3 separate regions of the Gossypium hirsutum genome follow, and all the other regions are linked to region 1. Evidence: chromatin contacts called from public Hi-C data. All regions are on one chromosome and are shown on one strand. The core of a region is the stretch at or near the end of the contact, and the rest is flanking DNA. Distances in the headings are between cores, read along the strand shown.

Region 1 (3,713 bases), core at 837-3,336:
ACTAACTGTTAGCTTCCAATCAAGATGTATATTCTAATAGCAAACCAGTTAATGCAAGACATCACTAGTTTCTTATTTGGGATGCCTTGCTGAGAAAAAAAATTATGCCTATTCGTTCCCTTGGGTATACTTTAACTGGCTAACCGCAGCCCATTATTTCAATTTCTGACACTTATTGGAAGGAAAAAGTAGCAGTTTGCCCCTGATCCAAAAATCACTAGGCAGTTGTGATATGCATACCTGCAAAAGGTTGGTGCACATTGCCATTTCACCGCATGTCACATCTGCTCCCAGTGTTTTGCAAACCCTACGAAAAGGAAGATTCCCAACTGTGGTTAGAGGAGCAAGATACAACTTCTCTCTAAAATCAATAAGCATCTTTTCACGAGGGTGTATCTTGAGGCTCTTATCAGGTTCTGCATGTACATCATCAGCCAGTTCAGTTTCAGCAGATTTTTTTTCATTATACTTCTCAAGAACAGTCGCATCTTTCAAATTACATATCTTGGGGCTCCTATCAGGTTCTGCAAGTACATTATCTGCCAGTTCAGTTTCAGCAGAATTTTTTTCATTATCATTCTCCAAAACAGTTGCATCTGTCAATTTACACAACTGAGTTACAGACTAGATTAATCAGTTCAAAAATTAGTAAAGAATAAAAAATCCACAAGAAGTCTATCACCTTCCCCTTCATCAGAGCACTTTTCATCAACCAGTAACTTGGCCTTCTTCAAGGGTCTCAACTCATCAGTTTCACATGCCTCCTCAGCATTAACTGCTGCTGGAAATGTTGAAGGACACTCAGAACAGTCAACTGAATCATCAAGCACCTTTTTGCAATTGGTCTCATCAGCAGCATGAGAACCATCTAAACCAACTTCGTCTTCCTCCTTATCTACCAGCTTCTTTACTTTCCAGTTGGGCCCCTGAATTATCGCGTTGATAACAAGTTACTAACAATAAACCATAATGATTATAAAACAAGATGGAATGAACAGAAATGCAAGAAATAAGGACCAATAAAAGAATTATTTCATTGTACCGCCAGTCCAAGAGATTTAACTACAGCATCCGCTTTAGTAAAGCGCATTTTGTTTTTCCACAAAAGCTTCTGAACATCTTTGCTTAGTCCATTGACTTCAGAGCTTTTCTTCAATAAATTAGAAGTAGCAATGGGAGCATTATCCTTATGCGTGCCTGCAAATCTACAGGCTAAACCATAAGGGCAGGGTGCATCAGCTTTTATAAATGGGCAGTCACCCTCTAGATCAGCCGGTTTCTACATACAAAAAAAAAACTATTAAAAAAACCCAATTAGCAAGATTTGATCAAATTATAAAGTCAGGAAATGGGTATTCAAATACCTGAGCCATAAAGGCTTCAATGTCATGGCTGAAACGACATTTATCTTTATAAGAACATGCATTGACATCTCCCGTCTTTGCTATCTCAGGACATAGATTCAAAGGAGAATTTTGCTCCTGAAGGAGAAAAACAAATCTTCAACGATCACTTTTCAATTTACATTCCACTACTACAACAACAACAACAACAAAAAAAAAAGATTTTTTTCCCTGCCGGCAAATAACAATTGCTTTTGTAAAGGGAAACAGATCAGGTTAAGAAAATTGGGACCTGACGACGCTCTCGTTTGAGTTGCCGCTTCGATTTCTTTTCCTGGACAACGTTTGCCTGAGGTTGCTTGACGTTGGTGTCAGAGGCGGGGTTGTTTTGGGTGGTTCTAGAGGATGGTGGAGGTCGAAGAAACTCTCGCTTTACAGGTGCAATGGCTCGAGCTACTAACTCTTCCGGTGAACGTTGAGTAGTTCCATTCGGGTCCAAAGGCGGCTGTGAAGCCGGGACCCCTTCCGTCGAAGAGTCTGTAACCGCACAGATATCTTTCGGACAGTCATCCATCGATGGCGAGTTCGCTGGGTGAGGGCACTCAGTTCCCTGTCAATCTCCTGCAGTGATTAAAGCTCTGTTTCCAGTAACGAGGAGTGGCTCCTGATTAGGGTTTATGTTCAGTGGGATTGTTGTTGTAAGTGTACATAACGTGGGTAACCACATATTCACAGGGCAAAAGTGCCGCGCCTTTACTACGCGGACGGTGAGAAACAAAACGATGTCGTTGTTATCCTGAGAAGCAAACGATGCCGTTTTCATGAGGAGAGTGAGGACGAAAACGAGGCCGTGTTTTGGTGGAGAGTAAAAAGCAAACGGCGTCGTTTCATCTAAAAGGGAAAGGATAATATTATTAGAAAGATTTAAAGCCATACCATGAACTTGAGTCTAACCTCTTAAGCCACTCTACCATCCAATCGCCATGTTTGGTTTAATAAAATAGAATAAATTAGGAATGTATTAATTATGTGTAGAAATAGAATATAAAAATAATAGATATTATATTGTTTAGTTGATTGAATAGAATAAACAAGTAATAGTATTAAGCTGGCTAGATTGATAGTAAGAAAGAGAAAAGTAATAAGTGTTCAACGATATTATGATCCTTAAATTAAATAATAATATTTTTATTATTCTATTATTATTAAAATTGATATAATTCATAAAAATAATATATGTAGAAAATTTAAATATTACAATTTAGTAATATATATTATAAATATACTTAATAGTATAATATATTATTCATTTCTTAATAAATTTATAAATATTATGTCAAAACATACTATTTGAAAATGAATAATTTCACCTTTTACATTAAATAATAATAACATTATTTACCAATAATTTATTTAATTTTCAAAAATAAATCTAAAAATCATATTTAAAAATTTAGAAATATTATTAAAATCCTACTTATAAAAGTATAAAATTTTTATTTTAATATTACTTTTATCTCTTTCTTCTTTTTTTGGAGTTCTACCTGGTTTTTTTTTTAATTTAATTTAATTGACCAACTTTGATTTGTTCAGAATGTTTCCATTCTTAACTCATCATCGTGGCAACTGATCTCATTGTCACTATCAACCATCGTCAAGGCTTTATGGAATTTCATCACAGATTTCTTGTAACTTCTTTTTTTATTTTCTACTGGATTTTTCAAAAAACAAAATAACAATAAACTTTGATTACAAAAATAATCTTCAGCTTCCGTTGCATTTTTTGTGGTCTTCCATCGCTCCAAGTCTTCATTTTGGTTTTCTTAATTGTTGTGAACTCCTAAAATTTAAAGGCTTAAAATCCTTAGTGCTAATCTTAAATAGAAAAAACCGAAAAAGTTGTTTTATTGCCTCTGTAGTGAGAATGATATTGAAAAAACCAAATCAAATTTAACAAAAGTTGTCTTGGTTTAACTTGAAATGATGAGGGTAAAATTTTAAATATATATAAATGCTATTCGCTGTTGTGCGGAACAGCCATTCTTTAGTAAGAATGAAGAATAGTAATTCGTTATTGTCGGTAATGAGATATAAATTCTAAATCGGCTGAATAAGGAATTTATTAAACCAAATTATGGAATAATTATTCCCCTTGGAATAAACCCAGAATGGGTTCGCTATTCATGCCAGCCAACCAAATGTTCTGTAAGTTTCAAACTTTTTACAAATGAACAAGAAACTATGCTCTGAATATGCCAAAGAAAGCTCTTCTGTGATAAAAGTTTTTGCTGATCTGATATTTTAAAAAGAAAGATTTCAGATTAATTGCTTCCAAGTCCCAATCTTATCACACTGCCTGCTTAGTGAATG
Region 2 (3,894 bases), core at 938-3,437, 360 kb after region 1:
TTATTTTATATTTATACATTTATATTTTGCATATATTGTAATAATTTATTTATAAATAAACACATCAAATTAAATATATAATATTACTCAACTATTAAGCTAGAATATTAACAATAATAAATTGAAAACAACCAAAGTGGATAGATAATTCCTGATTGTGTTTTAAAAAAAAAAGATTGAATAATAATAAATTAGTTTCCAAACCACAATTAGTATTAGTTAATATTAAATTAATAATATTATCCAAATGCATAATTAGTAGCACACCACATGATGCCTACAATATTTGTTTGAATAATAATAAATTAGCTTTAAAAAAAACCCGAAGAAAAAAGATAAAATAAAAGCTAATTTATTATTATTCAATTAGTAGAATAAAGGGGCTTAGATCTATGGTAAAATCATAAAACATGAAGACAATAAGGGAGACGACATTCTTAGGGCTCCAAGCTTTTAACTTCCAAATTCAAGTAAGTCATTGGTTATTTTTCTTATAATTTCTATTGATTAGAGATCATAGGAGCTTGATTTAGCTAGCCCATATACCAATTTGTAAAATTGTCTAACATTGTTGATTTCTTGAAGTTTTAGGTGCTAAATTGATAGCTTTTAAGCTTATATATGAGAAATGATTAGATTGTGAAGCTTAATTGATAGTTTCATATATTAGGGACTTAACTGAATAAAATGTAAAATTGAATGCAAAAATAAGAAATAGGAGGTCCCTAATGTATAATAGTGAAATCGGAATTCAATTTGAAACTTCAAATTGAAAGTTATATTAGTCCTGATTTTAAGGATTAAATTGAATAAATTAAAAATTTATGTAAATTGACAATCAAATGTGAATTGATTGGTTATTGATAGTGCTATATATTTTATGTTAATTTGTAACTAACTGCAATTGGAAAATGTTCAAAGATATTTTGGTAAACATAACCTTATAAAAAAATTATTAAAATATTTTGCGGGAATAAAAGGATAATTTTACGTTGACATGAAACAAACATCGAAAAAGATTAAAAATAATTTTGAATCTAATTTTTTATAATTTTTTACATGTAGACCTTTCACCTATATTATAGATTTGTGATGATTTAGTATGGATAATTATAATACATAATTCAATTAACATAACTTTTACCAATAAATATAAATGTAGTTCCAACAGCTTGTTTATGAAAAAAAACTAGGAAACAAGTAGTTTCAGGAACTTGAAACTATCCATTAATGCGTTCCACGTGACATCCACGTGAATATCTCCATTAAAAGATCCGATTTTATTTTTTTAAATTACAATTTATTCGCTAAAAACCGTAAAAGAAAAAACCTACCCAATCACTATTACATAATGGTCAAATTTAATTTTTTTAAAATTTAAATTAATTAAATTAAATTATTTAATTTTTTTGAGTTAATTCAAATAAGTGATTTGAGTTTTGAGTTTGACTCTTGTTGAACTTTATAATTCGAATAACTTAATATTATTTTGATTCATACTTTTGAAAATGAGCATATTGATCTTTCAAAACAAAAAAAATTCAATTTTTTTTAAAATTTAAATCTTTATAAAAATTTAAAATTTCTATATTTTTTAAGAATATAAAAAATTATAAAATAAAATTCTAAAAAATATATAACAAAAATAACAATAATGTAGGGGATGTAAATAAGTAAATTAATGATCTAAGTCATACTAGAGTATTATTTTTCTCTTATTTAATTTTGAAAGAGTTTTTAAATATATATAATTTGAAATTTATATACTCTAAAATAGAATTAATTATATAATAACATAATGTTAATGTAATATTTTTTAATTTAACTCTAACAATATTACTTATTTTAAATTTTATTTCAATTAAATTAAACTAAGTTTAATAGGAATCCAAACAATGACAAGCTTTGTACGAAATTTTTTTGTTTTTACGATAAAATTCATCCTCATCGTTCCATTTGGCTTTATTTTTCTTCTATAAATGAAATATGGACCCAGAATTGCTCAGGCCACGCGGCAACCCGACGCAGATCAACCGTTAGCAAAACGAATCTCTGTATCAACGGCCCAAAAAAACCCCCAAAACCGAAATTTTAATATTTACAATTTTTTTCGTTTTGAGTAAGATTGAAAAAACGCGAGAAATTGATAAAATATAAGTTCGGGTACCCCAACTCCAACCCCGTTGCCCAAGTATGCCCGTGAAACCGCCTATATAAAGGAGGCATCTTTGTTCGAGCAATTCTCGCTCACTCAACCATTTCTAACGTATTCTTTGAATATTATTTCTATAATAATATCAAAGCCCTCCCTGTTTTTCTCTGATTTTCCCTCATTTTCCGGGAAAATCTTTTTTCTTCCTCATTCCGCTAATCTCATTTACTTTCTTGATTCCTTATTTTTATTTTCTTCTTTTTTTTTGTGTTTCAAGATCTGCATGGTGAAGTCCATTTTCGCAGCATAAATTTTGTTCCTTTACATAGAAAGGAAAAATCCAACTTTAAATCTATTAAAAATATTCTTCTGAAGGGATCGGCGTGGGGATTTTGAAGTTTAGGGTAAAACGGAAGTGCTGCTCCGGTTGTAATTGAGTCCTCTACTGCTTCTTTTGAGGGAGTAGCCGGGGCCTCGGCCTCGGCGGGTTTTAAAGCTCCCACCTTTTGAAACCTATCAAATCTTAACCTTTTTTTTTCGAATCTTCGTTTAGTTAGTCTCAGATTCATTGTAGGGATGCCGGCCCTGGCTTGCTGCGTAGATGCTGCTGCCGTAGCGCCTCCTGGTTACGCGGCTTTCTTTGCTGGGGACAGCTCCCTTCCCTCGGCGGTCCCTTTTTCCGCCTCCACCGCCGACGCCGCTGATTCCAACTCAACCCATTGGTCCCCAGCGCACTCCTCCGCTCTCTACCGCATCGACGGATGGGGAGCCCCCTACTTTTCCGTCAATAACGCCGGCAATATCACCGTTCGTCCGTACGGAACGGACACTCTGGCCCACCAAGAAATCGATTTGCTGAAAATCGTTAAGAAAGTCTCGGATCCGAAATCTGTGGGCGGGCTGGGTTTACAGCTTCCCCTTATTGTTCGGGTGCCCGATGTGCTGAAAAACCGGCTCGAGTCTCTTCAATCGGCTTTTGAATCAGCCATCCAAGCCCAAGGCTACGAGTCTCATTACCAAGGCGTTTATCCCGTGAAATGTAACCAAGATAGGTTCGTTGTTGAAGACATAGTTAAATTCGGGGCGCCCTTCCGCTTCGGGCTTGAGGCCGGGTCAAAACCCGAACTTCTCCTTGCCATGAGCTGCCTTTGCAAGGGAAACCCAGAGGCGTTATTGGTCTGCAATGGTTTCAAAGATGCTGAGTACATTTTCCTTGCCTTGCTAGCAAGGAAGCTCGCGTTGAACACTGTAATTGTTCTTGAAGAAGAGGAGGAGGTGGATTTGGTTATTGAAATAAGCAAGAAACTTTCTGTTCGACCCGTGATTGGAGTCCGAGCCAAGCTGAGAACCAAACACTCGGGTCATTTCGGATCCACCTCGGGTGAGAAAGGTAAGTTCGGGTTGACAACGATCCAGATTTTAAGGGTTGTTAAAAGGCTTCAGGATTCGGGGATGCTTGATTGTCTGCAATTGTTACACTTCCATATTGGATCCCAAATCCCTTCAACAGCTTTGCTTCAAGCTGGTGTCGTCGAAGCTGCTCAAATCTATTCCGAATTAGTCCGTCTTGGTGCTGACATGAAAGTTATTGACATTGGAGGCGGCCTTGGAATCGATTACGACGGGTCAAAATCCGGTAATTCTGATCTCTCTGTTTCTTATGGCCTTCAGGAATATGCTTCAGCTGTTGTTAATGCTGTTCGGTTTGTCTGTGACCGTAAATCTATCAAGCATCCAATTAT
Region 3 (3,494 bases), core at 474-2,973, 390 kb after region 1:
ACAACGAAAAATTTAGGCCCAATTACTAGGCCCAGGCTCGGCTCGACCTAAAAAATGAGGCTAAAATTTTGCCCAAGCTCGACCCGGATAAAAATGCTAAAATTCGGGCCTAGTCCAGCCACCCGTATTAATTTTTTATATAATTTTTAAATATATATAATACATAAAAAATACTAAAAACATCAAAAAAATATTTCCCAACAAATTGAAAATTAATTTTAAAAAATATGTAGACTTAAATAACACTAAGATAAATACAACTTAACAAGCAAATGCCTCTAAAATAATAACAAAATTAACAAATTCTTTTAAAATAATAACAAAATAAATAATAAAATAAATTTTATACAATATCTAAACAATAACAATAAAATATTAACAACATAACAGTAAAATGGTAGCAAAATAGGGAGAAAATAACAAGAAAATAACATTAAAAAAAAGAGCATATTTTTTTGTCTTTTAGTGAATTCGGGCCAGGCTGGGCCGAGGCAAAAAATACCTTACCCGAGTCTCGGTCGTTTTTTAAACGGGCCTTATTTTTTATCCAAGCCCATTTTTTGGGCCTATATTTTTGCTCAAACCCTCCCACATTTTGGGTGGGCCTTCAGGCCTCGAGTGGCCCGACCCATAATTAGGTCTAATCTAATGAGATTATGTTATGATTTTTATTAATTCATATTTTAATAATAATTATATTAAAATATGATTAAAATTATTATTATTTTTATTAAATTATATTTAATAATAATCCTGTTAAAATTTAATAACAATAACAATAATTATCTACCTAAAAAAAATTCTGCTAATAGTACTTTGGTCATTTAAGCCTTTTTCCCTATGCTATTACAACATTTATTCCATTCAACCAAACACAAGAATACTATTACAACTCAATTCCATTCCATTCAATGAAACGATTGAATTACTGATTACAATTCTATTCTAGTGATCAATCGAGCTAACAATTATAATTCATAATTACTTTTAATTTTTTTTAAACAATCTCGTTATAAGTTTTGATCATATTTGTTCTTTTTTACACAATACCTAGAACTACCCATGCCCCTCTACGACCCATAAATAGGAAAATAATGCGCTTTATCACACTCGAACCCATATTCTATTGCATTAGCAACAATGCTCATACTAATTAAACTAAGACTCAATTAACTAATTATCTTTAAATTTTAATTACCTAAAAATAACTCTATAAATAGCGCCTTATCAACTTTCTAAATGAAAGTTAAACTTTTTTTTCTTATAGCTTTCATTAAGAAAAAAAGAAAAATTAATATTTTTGTTTTAAAAATGGGAACTTTACTTTCTTAGATTAATTTTAATTTTTAAATTAAAGATATTTCATTTATCAAATATTATTATTTTTAATTGATTCTAATATCAGTTATAATATTTTTAAATGTGATACTAATATTTTTATTTTTAAAATATTAAAAATATTAAAAACTTAAATGAACTAATTTAATAAATTTTAATTATTAAATACAAAAATTTCGTGCTTTACATAGATAAAAAAATAGTATATATATAAGTACTTGAATATCAAATTTTACTTAAAAGACATTATTCTTTTTTAAAAATATTTATGAAAAGGACTTAGTTAAAACAAAGTTTTTTATTTTATTTTATTTTTGAAAATTAAAAAAAAGTAAAATAGAGGTTACAAAAAAGTGGATTAAATGAAAGCAATGTAAAATGGGTCCAAATAGAAAAGAGGGTTGGTTAATAAGTAGCCCAAAATAAAATATAAAGCCTAATGATTCTATTTCTAGGCTTCTATTGTCTGCCTCCGTTACTGATAGATAGCCGTGGAAATGGCGATAATTCAGTGGTGCGGCACCGTAGCAACGAGAGTGGTGATGAAGCAGTGGCCTGCTCTATCATGGGCTTCGCCGATTGGAGTAATGGCGTCGCCGCCGGCACCGACCCTTTGCGGCAGAGGTGACAAGAAGACGAAGAAAGGGAAGAGATTCAAAGGATCGTACGGGAACGCCAGACCCAAGAAAGAGAAGAAGATAGAACGTATCAAAGACAAGGTCGAAGTTCCCAGGTCTACCCCTTGGCCTCTCCCCTTCAAGCTCATCTGATTATTTTTCAAAAACTATGCTTTTTTTTCTCTTTTGTAATAGCTGTAATAATAAAGCAAAAACTTTTGTACAATTTTCAGGGTTTTTGTTATTAGTAGCTTTGCTTTTATATTTGTTGGTTTAAGTTCTAGAAACAATTTTAAGTGTTTTGAATGGTTGTTGCATAAGAGCCAGAGAAAACCCTAATTATTATATGCAGCAATTATTAATAGTTGAGGAAGCAGAGCCCCTAGGAAACTGTGAGTCTTTTTCAGATAAGCTGAATTAGGAGTTAGAGTGGTCTTGAGTAAGATACCATTCATGAGTTGAAAATTGGGAATTTAGGAGTGAGATGATGGTTCTTCATGGTAAATGATTTATGGTTTTAGGAAGAACCAGTTTTACGGATGTTTACTTGAATGCATGTCCCTGGTTTAATTCAAGGGCTTGGTTTTCATCTGCTGCAACATAAAGCATGGCCTCAGAAAACGTTTAGGTTAGGAGAGGCAATTCCGGTTTCCATAGGCCTCATAGATAGATCACCCATCAAATGAGGTTGCTGCCCAGAGTACTGAAATTCTAGTGCAGACCCTAAACAGTCAAATAATGAACCTTTGAAGATATATCTCGGATCCAAATTTTTGGAAGGTATGTCATATTTCATAATAGCTATACTGGATATAGGTTTTTTTTAAAAAAAAAAATTGTTTCATAGTTAATCTGATTTAGAATAAGAGAGGAGAGATCATTTACCTTTTGCTAAAAATCAACATTTGCAAACCCCTGCATTACTTTGTTGCCTGTGTTTCCCAAAGTTACATGTGAGCTAAGGAACAAAGCATCTGCCTCAGAGCTCAAGGTTCAAGTGACTCAATTCTCCTTTAATCTCTGTAGAATGTCAAGTAAAAAACACTTCAAAACCTGCATTAGCGCATGATGAAACCCAGTTTCATGTCTTCAATCTTTTCTATGGTGAAGGGTTCCAAGATTCGAAATACAAATAAATTGGTGGTGACCCTATTTGAAGTCATTAAGATTATAGTGCCTGCTCTCCCCTGACCATTGTCAACCAGATCACTGACATTGTGATAACAGTTAATGAGTCCCGACTTGAGAGAGCTTAACCCCAAAATGTTCTTACCTAAAACAGATTACAATGCATCTTCTTCATTCTCGTCCAGCATCACTCTCTCACTCTGGGCAAATAAAACTAATAAAACAGAGGAGCTTTGCCGTAAAACTCTGTAATGGACACTATTTTTTTTACTTGTAAGCATTCTAGGAATTACCAATCTATGTCTCAATCGGGTCAATTTTATTGCATATAATATGATTTTACATGGCGACGATGAAACGAGTACGAAGGTGGTGAAATGTTTTATATTGATATTGTTTTGCACCATCACT

Evidence for each region. A called contact is a pair of places that touch in the nucleus more often than the background predicts.
Region 2: a contact with region 1 is called in a Hi-C map of leaf, with 1.7 times the contacts expected there. The contact joins the promoter of LOC107893794 here to the promoter of LOC107903715 in region 1. A contact is called at or near these places in 3 of 34 Hi-C or Micro-C datasets (leaf and seedling).
Region 3: a contact with region 1 is called in a Hi-C map of leaf, with 2.4 times the contacts expected there. The contact joins the promoter of LOC107893790 here to the promoter of LOC107903715 in region 1. A contact is called at or near these places in 11 of 34 Hi-C or Micro-C datasets (callus, hypocotyl, leaf and 1 more).

The regions. Positions count from the first base shown.
Region 1 is chrA13:43,539,037-43,542,749 of Gossypium_hirsutum_v2.1, forward strand. LOC107903715 (tRNA-dihydrouridine(47) synthase [NAD(P)(+)]-like) reads right to left here and starts at 2,087. Exons shown (of 10, transcript XM_041086141.1): 1 at 1,636-2,087; 2 at 1,365-1,481; 3 at 1,043-1,279; 4 at 683-926; 5 at 241-524. The coding sequence starts at 1,917.
Region 2 is chrA13:43,895,702-43,899,595 of Gossypium_hirsutum_v2.1, forward strand. It overlaps LOC107893794 (arginine decarboxylase), which reads left to right and starts at 2,188. Exons shown (of 1, transcript XM_016818886.2): 1 at 2,188-3,894. The coding sequence starts at 2,729.
Region 3 is chrA13:43,931,388-43,934,881 of Gossypium_hirsutum_v2.1, forward strand. It overlaps LOC107893790 (30S ribosomal protein S31, mitochondrial), which reads left to right and starts at 1,724. Exons shown (of 1, transcript XM_016818885.2): 1 at 1,724-2,181. The coding sequence starts at 1,836. The coding sequence ends at 2,108.